3 separate regions of the Mus musculus genome follow, and regions 1 and 2 are each linked to region 3. A link is a contact called in public ChIA-PET and promoter capture Hi-C data. All regions are on one chromosome and are shown on one strand. Each heading gives the region's core, a stretch centred on a gene start, on an enhancer-like site or on the middle of the called end of the contact. The rest is flanking DNA. Distances are from core to core; before and after follow the strand shown. Region 1 overlaps Prkca (protein kinase C, alpha). Region 2 overlaps Prkca (protein kinase C, alpha). Region 3 holds the start of Cep112 (centrosomal protein 112).

Region 1 (2,700 bases), core at 171-2,670, 200 kb before region 3:
AACCTAGAAGTCCAGGCAAGGGATGGCGTCTGTGTGATTATGAGAGGCAGTTCCCACCCCCCAGGCACACTTGTGAAGGGTGGGGAGAGCCAACTAAAATTAATGAACTTTTCCTGCCAAAAAGAGCTCGGCTCCCAATTCGGTCATGTGTTGCCAAATAGACAGTGTGAATGAAGTCAGCCTGCGAAGAAAATAAGAACATTCCAGAGGAGCAGGAGTTGGAGACACGCTGTCCCTGACTTCAGCACACTGATCTAAAGATATCCCCCACCCCAGCAGAAGCAGCCCAGACCTGTAGCTGATTCACCCATAGAATGTTTCTCTCCACAGCGCACTCAATATTTTGTAGCCTCTTGTTAATTCCCACCTCCCTTCTGTAAGCCCCTTTGTTACCTGGTCTCATCCTCTGGCTCCTCTGAGCTCAGAGGAGGCCCCTCTCTTTCTCTGACCCCAGCCATGGTCAGTGATAACAGGACCCACAATACCTACCTAAGTCTTAACTCCTCCACCCTTTACATCACAGTCTGTTTTCCCCTATACCATAATAAAAGAATCTGATGTCAACAGCCCCGTGGCACTCCTGGGTCCTTACCACTCTCAATGTACTTGGCAGAAGACTGTCAGCCCTGAACAACTTTCCCCAGGAAGCTGGCATGCTGAAGGGAGAGCCACAGGGCCTTAGCACCTGCCAAGACAGCCATGTGCAAGTGCCTGCCCCAGGGAGGACAATAGCCTGGCTCAGCTAGCGCAAACTATAATTGAAGCTGAATGCAATTAATTGTATAATTCTGAGTCATTTCAGATTAATTCTGCTAAAATTCAAATCCTAAAAGTAGGGCACGAGAAAAGAATCAGTTTCACAAAGAAATCAGACATAAATAAAGTCTACACCAGCCCTGGGTTTTTGCCCAACACTGAGAGCTAAGCACAATAACATTGGAGTTATCAATCAAAAATAAATTTAACCCAAATACAATGATATCACAACCCACAGTTTTAGATGCTAAAAAGCCTAAGCAGCCTTGTTATTTGGTCTAAGAAAAAAAAATGTTATGATATTTGGATGCCTGTGTCTGTCTACTCCCGGAGACTTTCATGTCATTCAGTCTGAAGTGGATAATGAGGACCACAAGAACAATCAAACCAGCTGTAGAAGCTGCAGTCAGAAAGATGGGCGTGGCCTGTGGGAGACCAGATGGCCGCACTTAAACCCTGGTTTCCACTCTCTCCTTGGGACCTCCTCGAGTTCCAGTTCCTGCTTCACCACGGAGCCTCCTGACTTCATGGGAGCCTTCTCTGTGGTGTCAGGCATGGATATGCCATGGCCCATGGCCATCTAGCCAGTAGGAAGTGAGCGGAGGTAGACTTCTGCATCCGGACTCAGGCCTCTGGGGTGTGGAGGGCTGTCAGCTTCCGCCTCCCAAATACTTCTGAACTTACAAAGACAGCAAACGCAATCAGGGAAACAGTGAGGGGCTCTGTGCACACAACATGGGGACTGGGTGAGTTCCTGTGTCTTTGGAGAAACACCCAAGGTTCCAACGGGGTTCAGAAAGCTGGGGTGGAACTCAGTGGTAGAGTCATGCCCTGATGCGTGAGGTCCTGGTTCTGTGGCTGACCTGGGAGTGGGGTTAAGGAGAGTTCGCTCTAGAACCATCTGTGGGCTTTTGGAATCTAATTTTACATTGAAGTGTGCAAAGCTCTGTTCTTAAAAGCATCTGTGCCATGAAAACAAGCAGAGCCCGTCTGCATCTTGTGACCAAACACTCCAAGAAGTTCTTGGAAATTGAAAGGTCTCAGGAGGAACCGGAAACCTCAACACCCATCAGGGCAGTTCCTTATTCCTGTCGCACACAGCTGCGCTGCCTGCTCCTCGACACTTCTTGTCAGCAGATGGGTTCCTGTGAGAACAGATGATCCTCTCTGTAAGTGCCCACACAGAGGACTCTGGAAACACCTGTGTTGAACCAGGACTCAGGGTCCCATTCCAGTCAGCTCTGGGGCCTGGGCCACTGTCAGACACCAAGTGGCTTGTGAGGGACAGATGGGGGCTCTCCTGAGGTCACTTAGTGTCCAGCTATACGAAAGCTGTGAGGACACAGACATTTCTCCAGACAAAATGAAGCCACTGGCAGTATTTTCCAATAAGCCCAATCCTCTAGGCTCCGTGGCTAGGAGGGTCACCCACTGCCTGTACTGATTCAGTCGGTTTAGAAACGTCTCTGTGACACAGGGGGGTCATAAACAACTTCATATAAATGAGAGACGTGCTCAGCAGAATGAGAGGCCTGCTGGAGGCTGCGAGGGAGGAAGCACTAATCTGATTTACTCCCCGGCGATGTCCCGTTTCCAATCCAATTTTCTGGACACTGAGATGGAGACAGGATCGAAATGGTATTTGCCAGGAGCAAGAAGAGAGATATTTCTGTCCCCTGGCCTTTGTCTTTATTAGAGATCAGCCCGGAGTGAGCCAAACTCTATAGGAAGCCCAGGGTTCATAACATGACTTTGTGTCAGAGACTTTGATTCATGGTCTTGGCTGGCAGGCAGGGCTGTGGGCAGAAGACGGGGACCCAAGCTCTTTCCCTGCTGGGCCCTGACATAGTGGGGATCGGTTGCCTGGGCACTTACAGGAAGGGTTCTCTGATGATCGAAGTGCAACCAACTCATCCATAATAGCTGTCCAGCCCTGGACACTGT
Region 2 (2,700 bases), core at 181-2,680, 150 kb before region 3:
TGTATGTGAGCATATGTGTGTATATGTGTGGTATGTATATTATATGATGTGTCTGTGTGATATGTGTATATGAGTATATGGTATCTAGTATATGTATACATGTATGTATTATATGTTGTATGTGTAATATGTGTGTGTGGTGTCTAGTGTGTGTATATATGTGTGTGTGTATATATATGTGTGTGTGTGTGTGTGTGTGTAGGTGTGTGTGGTGTGTATTTGTGTGATGATTGTCTGTGTGGTATGTGTGAATGGTGTCTAGTGTGTGTATTTGTGTGATATGTGTAATATGGTTCTAGTGTGTGGTATCTGGTATGTGTGTATGTGTGTGTATGAGTAGGTGTGTACGTGTATTTTTAGGCATGTGTGTATGAGTGAGTGTGTATGTGTGTGTATGTTTGTATATGAGTGAATTGGGGGGGGGTACAAGAGCTTGAGAAGGCAGAGGTAGGAGGGGCATGTGGGCACGTGGTGAATCCTGAGAAAAGAATTGGAGGATTTGTTCCACTGTCCTTCCCAATCCATTTAGAAAATTTCTAAATAAGTTAAAATTAAGTGAACTAACACAGAGTGGCTCCTTACAATGGCTAATTTTGATTGTCAGCTCAATGGGATTGAGAATCACCAATCACCATGGTAACCAGTCTCTGTGTGAGACTGTAAGAGATTATCTGGATGGGTCACCCAGGGTGGGAAGACACACTAAATGTGGGTGACCATTCCATGGGCTTGGTGGGCTCTCACATTGACTAAAAAGGGGAAAATGAGTTGGGGTCCGAGAGCCATTGCTCTGTGCTTTTGACAGGGTGCCCTGGAACCAGCTGCCTAACGTTCCTGCAGCCACACCCTCTCTGCCATGGTAAGCCGAGTAAACTCCTCCTGCTTTAAAGTTGCTTGCCCAAGTATTTTTTTTTTTTTTCCGCAGCAACAAGACAAGTACTAAGACAGTGTTCCATCATTAAATGAGCCATAAGAAAGCTGGTGTTTTGTGATTGTACTTGTTTGCTTCTTTGTTTAAGGTTACTCGCTGGTTTGTCCCATCAGCCCCATGGCTGATGAAAAGGGTCTGTGGAGCTTTTCCTTCCAGCTGCTGCCAGGCACTGTGGTGGGCACAGCCAAAGATACCCTGAGCCTGCTCCACGGGTGACGTACTAGGCAGCACCCAGGCCACCTGAGAGGAGAGGCTGCATAACGAAGAGAAATGAAGCTTTCTTCTGCTCTTGGGGGAGGAAGAGGACACAGAAGACCATCCAAGAGGCCTGCCACACTCGACTGTCTAGGAGATGAAAGAATGGGGCACTAAGGCCAGGGAAGCGGCATGGAGACTTGCACCTAGGATCTCCACAAGCGTGGGCGGGGCCGGCACCTTGGCAGGGTGAAAGCACTCAAGCAACCACAGTGGAAGGGATCACGTGATCCCCCTTCTCTGCTTTCAAAGCTTCTCCCAGGTTGCACACCGTGAAAGCAACCCAACAGAGCTGTAAGTAGTACAGTCAGAGCTCCTGTGACAGGGAGTAAAAGCACCTGGAGGTCCCTGTAACCCCTCTAGCCTGTCACGTGGGAAATCCCTTTCCAGCCCAGACACAGGCCCCACAAAAGCCCACGGCAGGCTGCTTTAGTGACTGAGGCCTTCAGGGTTGCCAGAGTCCCTCATCCGCACACCTGGACCCCCCAGCTTCGCAGGCTTCTGGGCTCCAGAACTGGCGTCTGCTCTCATCTGGGAGAAAGGCAAGGCAGAGCACTTCTAGCATCCTCCTTCCATAATGACATGAGAGGGGGCTGCCTACTCCTCTGGCTTGGCAACGTATATGGCAGGAGGGTAGGGGATGTTAAAGGAGAGGCATCGGGATTAACAGATGACAGAATCTATTTTACAGAAAACAACTAGAGGGGAGAAGCCTGTGGATATCGCAATGAAGCCTTCTGGGACCCTCACAAGGGTCATCTGAGCAACAAGGGGTCCATGCCGAGGGTAGACTGCATCCCCAAAGACATGAACTTGATGACCACAGGGAAGTTCTGAAATCAAAGCTCACACGGCTCATCTCAGCCTTCTCAGGACCACTCCCAACCATGCTGACAAGGCAGAGGTCAAAACACTTGGAGAAACAGGTTCACTCTTCTTTTTAGGTTTTAAAAAAAAAGTCTCAAAGAGCTTGCTGTGTAATTATAAGGACCTGCACTTTGTCCCCAGAACCCAGGTTAAAAAAAAAAAAAAAAAAAAAAAAAAAGAGAGAAAAAGAGAGAGTGAGAAAGCCTGATATGGTGGTATGTGCTTCTAAATCCAGTGCTGGAAAGGCAGGGACCAATTCCTGGGACTCCCTGGCAGTCTAGCCTAATTGGTAGACCCCAGTCCAGTGAGAGACCTTTTCTCAAAAGAACTCCTAGGTCATGCTCCACTAGAAATAAGCCATGCCTAAGACCCTACAGGAAGGTCAAAAATAAAGGCCTCTTTTACTGAGCTGTCAGGAGTCTCCACAAGCCCAGGGTTTTCTCTCAGAGCTACCTGCCAAGAGTCCCACTCACTCGCCCACTCACTCACTCACTCACTCACTCCTCTTTCTCCTAGTTTTGCATCTCATTGTGGATGGATATCTATTAGCCTTGATCTGACCCTGTGGCAGGTCCTGTCTCACCAGACACTGTGTGTGCAGAAACCTCAGTGTTACCGCCCACGTAGTGGCCAATGCCGTCATTCAT
Region 3 (2,700 bases), core at 190-2,689:
TAAGTTTTCTGTCCATAAATATAGATTTAAAGTCATCCTTCAAAATGTACAATATAGTTATGGCCCATAGTCACCACGTTGAATGGTGACTTTAGTCCTCTTGAATTTCTTTCTTCTACTTGGAAGTCTGTATCCTTTGATCAGTAAGTGCACCTCTTCCAAGTGGTCTCTGACTCGTCTCATTTCTGCATACGTGGGTTTTACAATCTGATTCTTAGTACCAACGATCTGGATTGTGGGACAATCGCTCAGCTGCGAGTGTGCTCAAATAATGCTTTTGGAAACCAAATATTCTTGAAAGCATTCTTTCTTCTGTAGTACAAATTGCCTCTGAAATAATGAACAATTGCTGTCTCTTCCAGGGAGGTGGATTCCAAAGTGCACCTTGAAAGAACGTAGTCTTCTTCTGGAAGCTGAAAACAGCTAATTGCAAACAAGCGACTCCTCTACTTTCCTTATGTAAACTTGAAAAGATGCTTCAAGCTGTGCTTCAATTGAGGTTTGGCACCACACTGAGTGCATCGCAAAGACTCTGCAGAGGGATTCTATTGTGAACTTAGGTGAAAAGCAGCGGCACACTGCATTTCATTGAAGGGAGTGTTTTTTACAATTTAAATTTTGTTTCTGTTGGTATTTTAAATTATCCAGTTCAGAGCTTCCAGAAACGTAAAAGATCAAAGAACACCAGTACACAGCAAAGTTGACCGCCCGAGGTCCACCAGACTTCCTGGGAAGCGCAAAAATACATTTTCTCCCCTACTTGATGGTACTATTCTGTACAGAGTGTTAAACAGAAAGCTTTTAAATTTCAGTTCAGGATCTTGCAGGGTTAGTGTTTTCAGACTTATGATGGTTCTAAATAACAAATGTAAATATCCTGCTCGTTGTTTTGAATAATTCACCTCTGGAGTGTGAACTAACAAGGGTAAATTTTCATGCTTCGGACTTACTCAACGGTGATGTCTGTTCAAACGACAGGCTTTTCTGCCAATTACTGTCCAGTAGTTCCATCACTTTTGAGTTTTTCTTGTTCTTTCTCCTCAATCTTTAAAGTGCTCACAAGCGACTGAGTAAGAAGTCAGGAAGATGCAGCATCCACTGTATAGTCCAGGGATCACAGAAGATTAAGCCTGGAAACTAACCGTTCTGGGGAGATGGGCTAAAACCACGAGCTCGGCGCCTGCGCAGTAGACTAGACAGTTACCATAGCAACGGAGCTGCTTGCTGGCGCCATTTCTCGGAGGGTGGGGAAACAGTGAGGAGGGAAGTCTCCGCCCTTAGCATGCGAACTGCCCGAAGGGCGGAAATTCCCGCCCCCTCGGACTTGAGGAGCAGTGACAGACCTAACCCGGAGCGTCGCCATGGCAACAGAGTTGAATGCCAGCCGCAGCTCGAGGGGGCGGGACAGGCGAGTTTGCTAGTCCCGCCCCCGGTTTGCTGGACGGCCCGCAAGGATTTGAAACCGTTTGGCTGTGGCGGCTGGGCGTCGGCGGCCGAGTGGACGGCTTGCTTGTTGGGGCGCCAGGTTCTCTCTCTCTTGTTTCTCCCATCGACAATCCCCACCCGCCTCCTACTCCCAGGTTCTGAGTGGAATTTTGCGCGGGATGGAGCCCCCGCGCGTGCGGGTTGGCCCGGGGAGGGGCGTCGCCCGCAGGCCCGGGACCCGCGCTTGCGGCCTGTGTGGCGCGCGCGCCGGCGGGGTCAGCAGCCGAGCGACGGCCAGGGAAAAGTTCTCAGGAAAGTTTGGGCAGGCGGCATGGCGGGACCCAGAACCCCGAGGTAGGGGGCTTGCGGTTGTGAGAAGAGGTCTGTGTCCTGGAGCAGGTAGGAGAGCGGCCCGGGCCTGGGTGGGCCACACAGGCGCCGCTCCCGGTGCCCACTCGGGCGGAGGAAGTGACCGCCAGGAACCGGACCGCTGCAGTTCTTAGGTGCTGTCAGATCAGTCAGAGGAGGAGAATCAGACTGCAGGCCGACTCCGAGAAAGTCCTGATGAACAGTGAACTTGCAAGGACCCAGACTGGAGTCCCTGCCCTTTGGGGACCCAGCCTGGAGTCCTTGCCCTTTGTGGGGACATAGAGTGTAGTGATCCAGAGAGCAAATAAATAGGACCGCTGACCTTTGTTTCATCTTCGAGACAGAGTGGAATTCACAGAGATCCACCTGCCTCTGCCTCCTGAGTACCCCCCCCCCCATCAGTATGCTGGTATTTTTATGATTTGCATTTCCTATTTAAAGATACATGAAAGTAAGATAGAAAAGGCAATCAAAATGCCAGTGAACCTCATTACACAGCGACCACCTCTCCAATGCCCAGCAAAGCGGAGAGGAGGATAATTGTGCAGTATTCAGGTCCAGGATTGTCTCTTGGATTTGGGTCAGGTCCTGCACACTGTTAAGCCCCAGCTTCAGGCCTGTAAAGGACAATGGGAACTGTTCCTGTCAAGTTAGGTGCATTTGATGACATGCCGGGATACAGTTATGACACTCATAGTCTTGACCTCAGATATTTTCAGGAACTGTCCAACTTGTTTTAAAGAGAGTCTCTCACTTGGACCTGGGCTCCCTGATTAAGCTTAGCTGGCAGCCCAGTGTCTTCTGGGAAGGCTTCTGTCCCCCCTTCCTTCAAAAAAGGCAAAACAACCAAAACCCCCAAATGTGCCCGGGTAACCCTTGTTGATTTGTTGGCGTTTCAGGGCTTCT

What was found. Promoter capture Hi-C pulls out the DNA fragments that hold promoters and counts their contacts. ChIA-PET counts read pairs in DNA pulled down with a chosen protein or histone mark.
Region 1: a promoter capture Hi-C map of liver shows a contact between it and region 3, with 2.1 times the contacts expected there. The contact joins the enhancer-like site here to the promoter of Cep112 in region 3. A contact is called at or near these places in 2 of 39 promoter capture datasets (hippocampal neurons and liver), 4 of 484 Hi-C or Micro-C datasets (cerebral cortex, embryonic stem cells and muscle stem cells), 3 of 115 datasets of contacts at active chromatin or transcription factors (effector CD8 T cells, embryonic stem cells and memory CD8 T cells) and 2 of 9 other capture datasets (liver and macrophages).
Region 2: a contact with region 3 is called in an RNA polymerase II ChIA-PET map of effector CD8 T cells, with 11 read pairs. The contact joins the enhancer-like site here to the promoter of Cep112 in region 3. A contact is called at or near these places in 1 of 15 datasets of contacts at CTCF or cohesin (the NIH/3T3 cell line), 2 of 484 Hi-C or Micro-C datasets (the HL-1 cell line and reprogramming fibroblasts) and 4 of 115 datasets of contacts at active chromatin or transcription factors (astrocytes, effector CD8 T cells, memory CD8 T cells and 1 more).

Annotation. Positions count from the first base shown.
Region 1 is chr11:108,221,516-108,224,215 of GRCm38.p6, forward strand. All of the region lies in intron 2 of Prkca (protein kinase C, alpha), which reads right to left. Among named protein-coding and RNA genes, the nearest start is that of Gm11655, 50 kb to the left of the region's middle. Within about 2 kb of position 1,421, at least 167 of the 459 cell types and tissues checked have an H3K27ac peak or open chromatin away from gene starts, as enhancers often do. A contact at or near this core is called in cerebral cortex, liver and memory CD8 T cells, where this site is marked.
Region 2 is chr11:108,270,106-108,272,805 of GRCm38.p6, forward strand. All of the region lies in intron 2 of Prkca (protein kinase C, alpha), which reads right to left. Among named protein-coding and RNA genes, the nearest start is that of Prkca, 72 kb to the right of the region's middle. Within about 2 kb of position 1,431, at least 48 of the 459 cell types and tissues checked have an H3K27ac peak or open chromatin away from gene starts, as enhancers often do. A contact at or near this core is called in the HL-1 cell line, effector CD8 T cells and memory CD8 T cells, where this site is marked.
Region 3 is chr11:108,423,827-108,426,526 of GRCm38.p6, forward strand. Cep112 (centrosomal protein 112) reads left to right here and starts at 1,440. Exons shown (of 27, transcript NM_001373899.1): 1 at 1,440-1,525.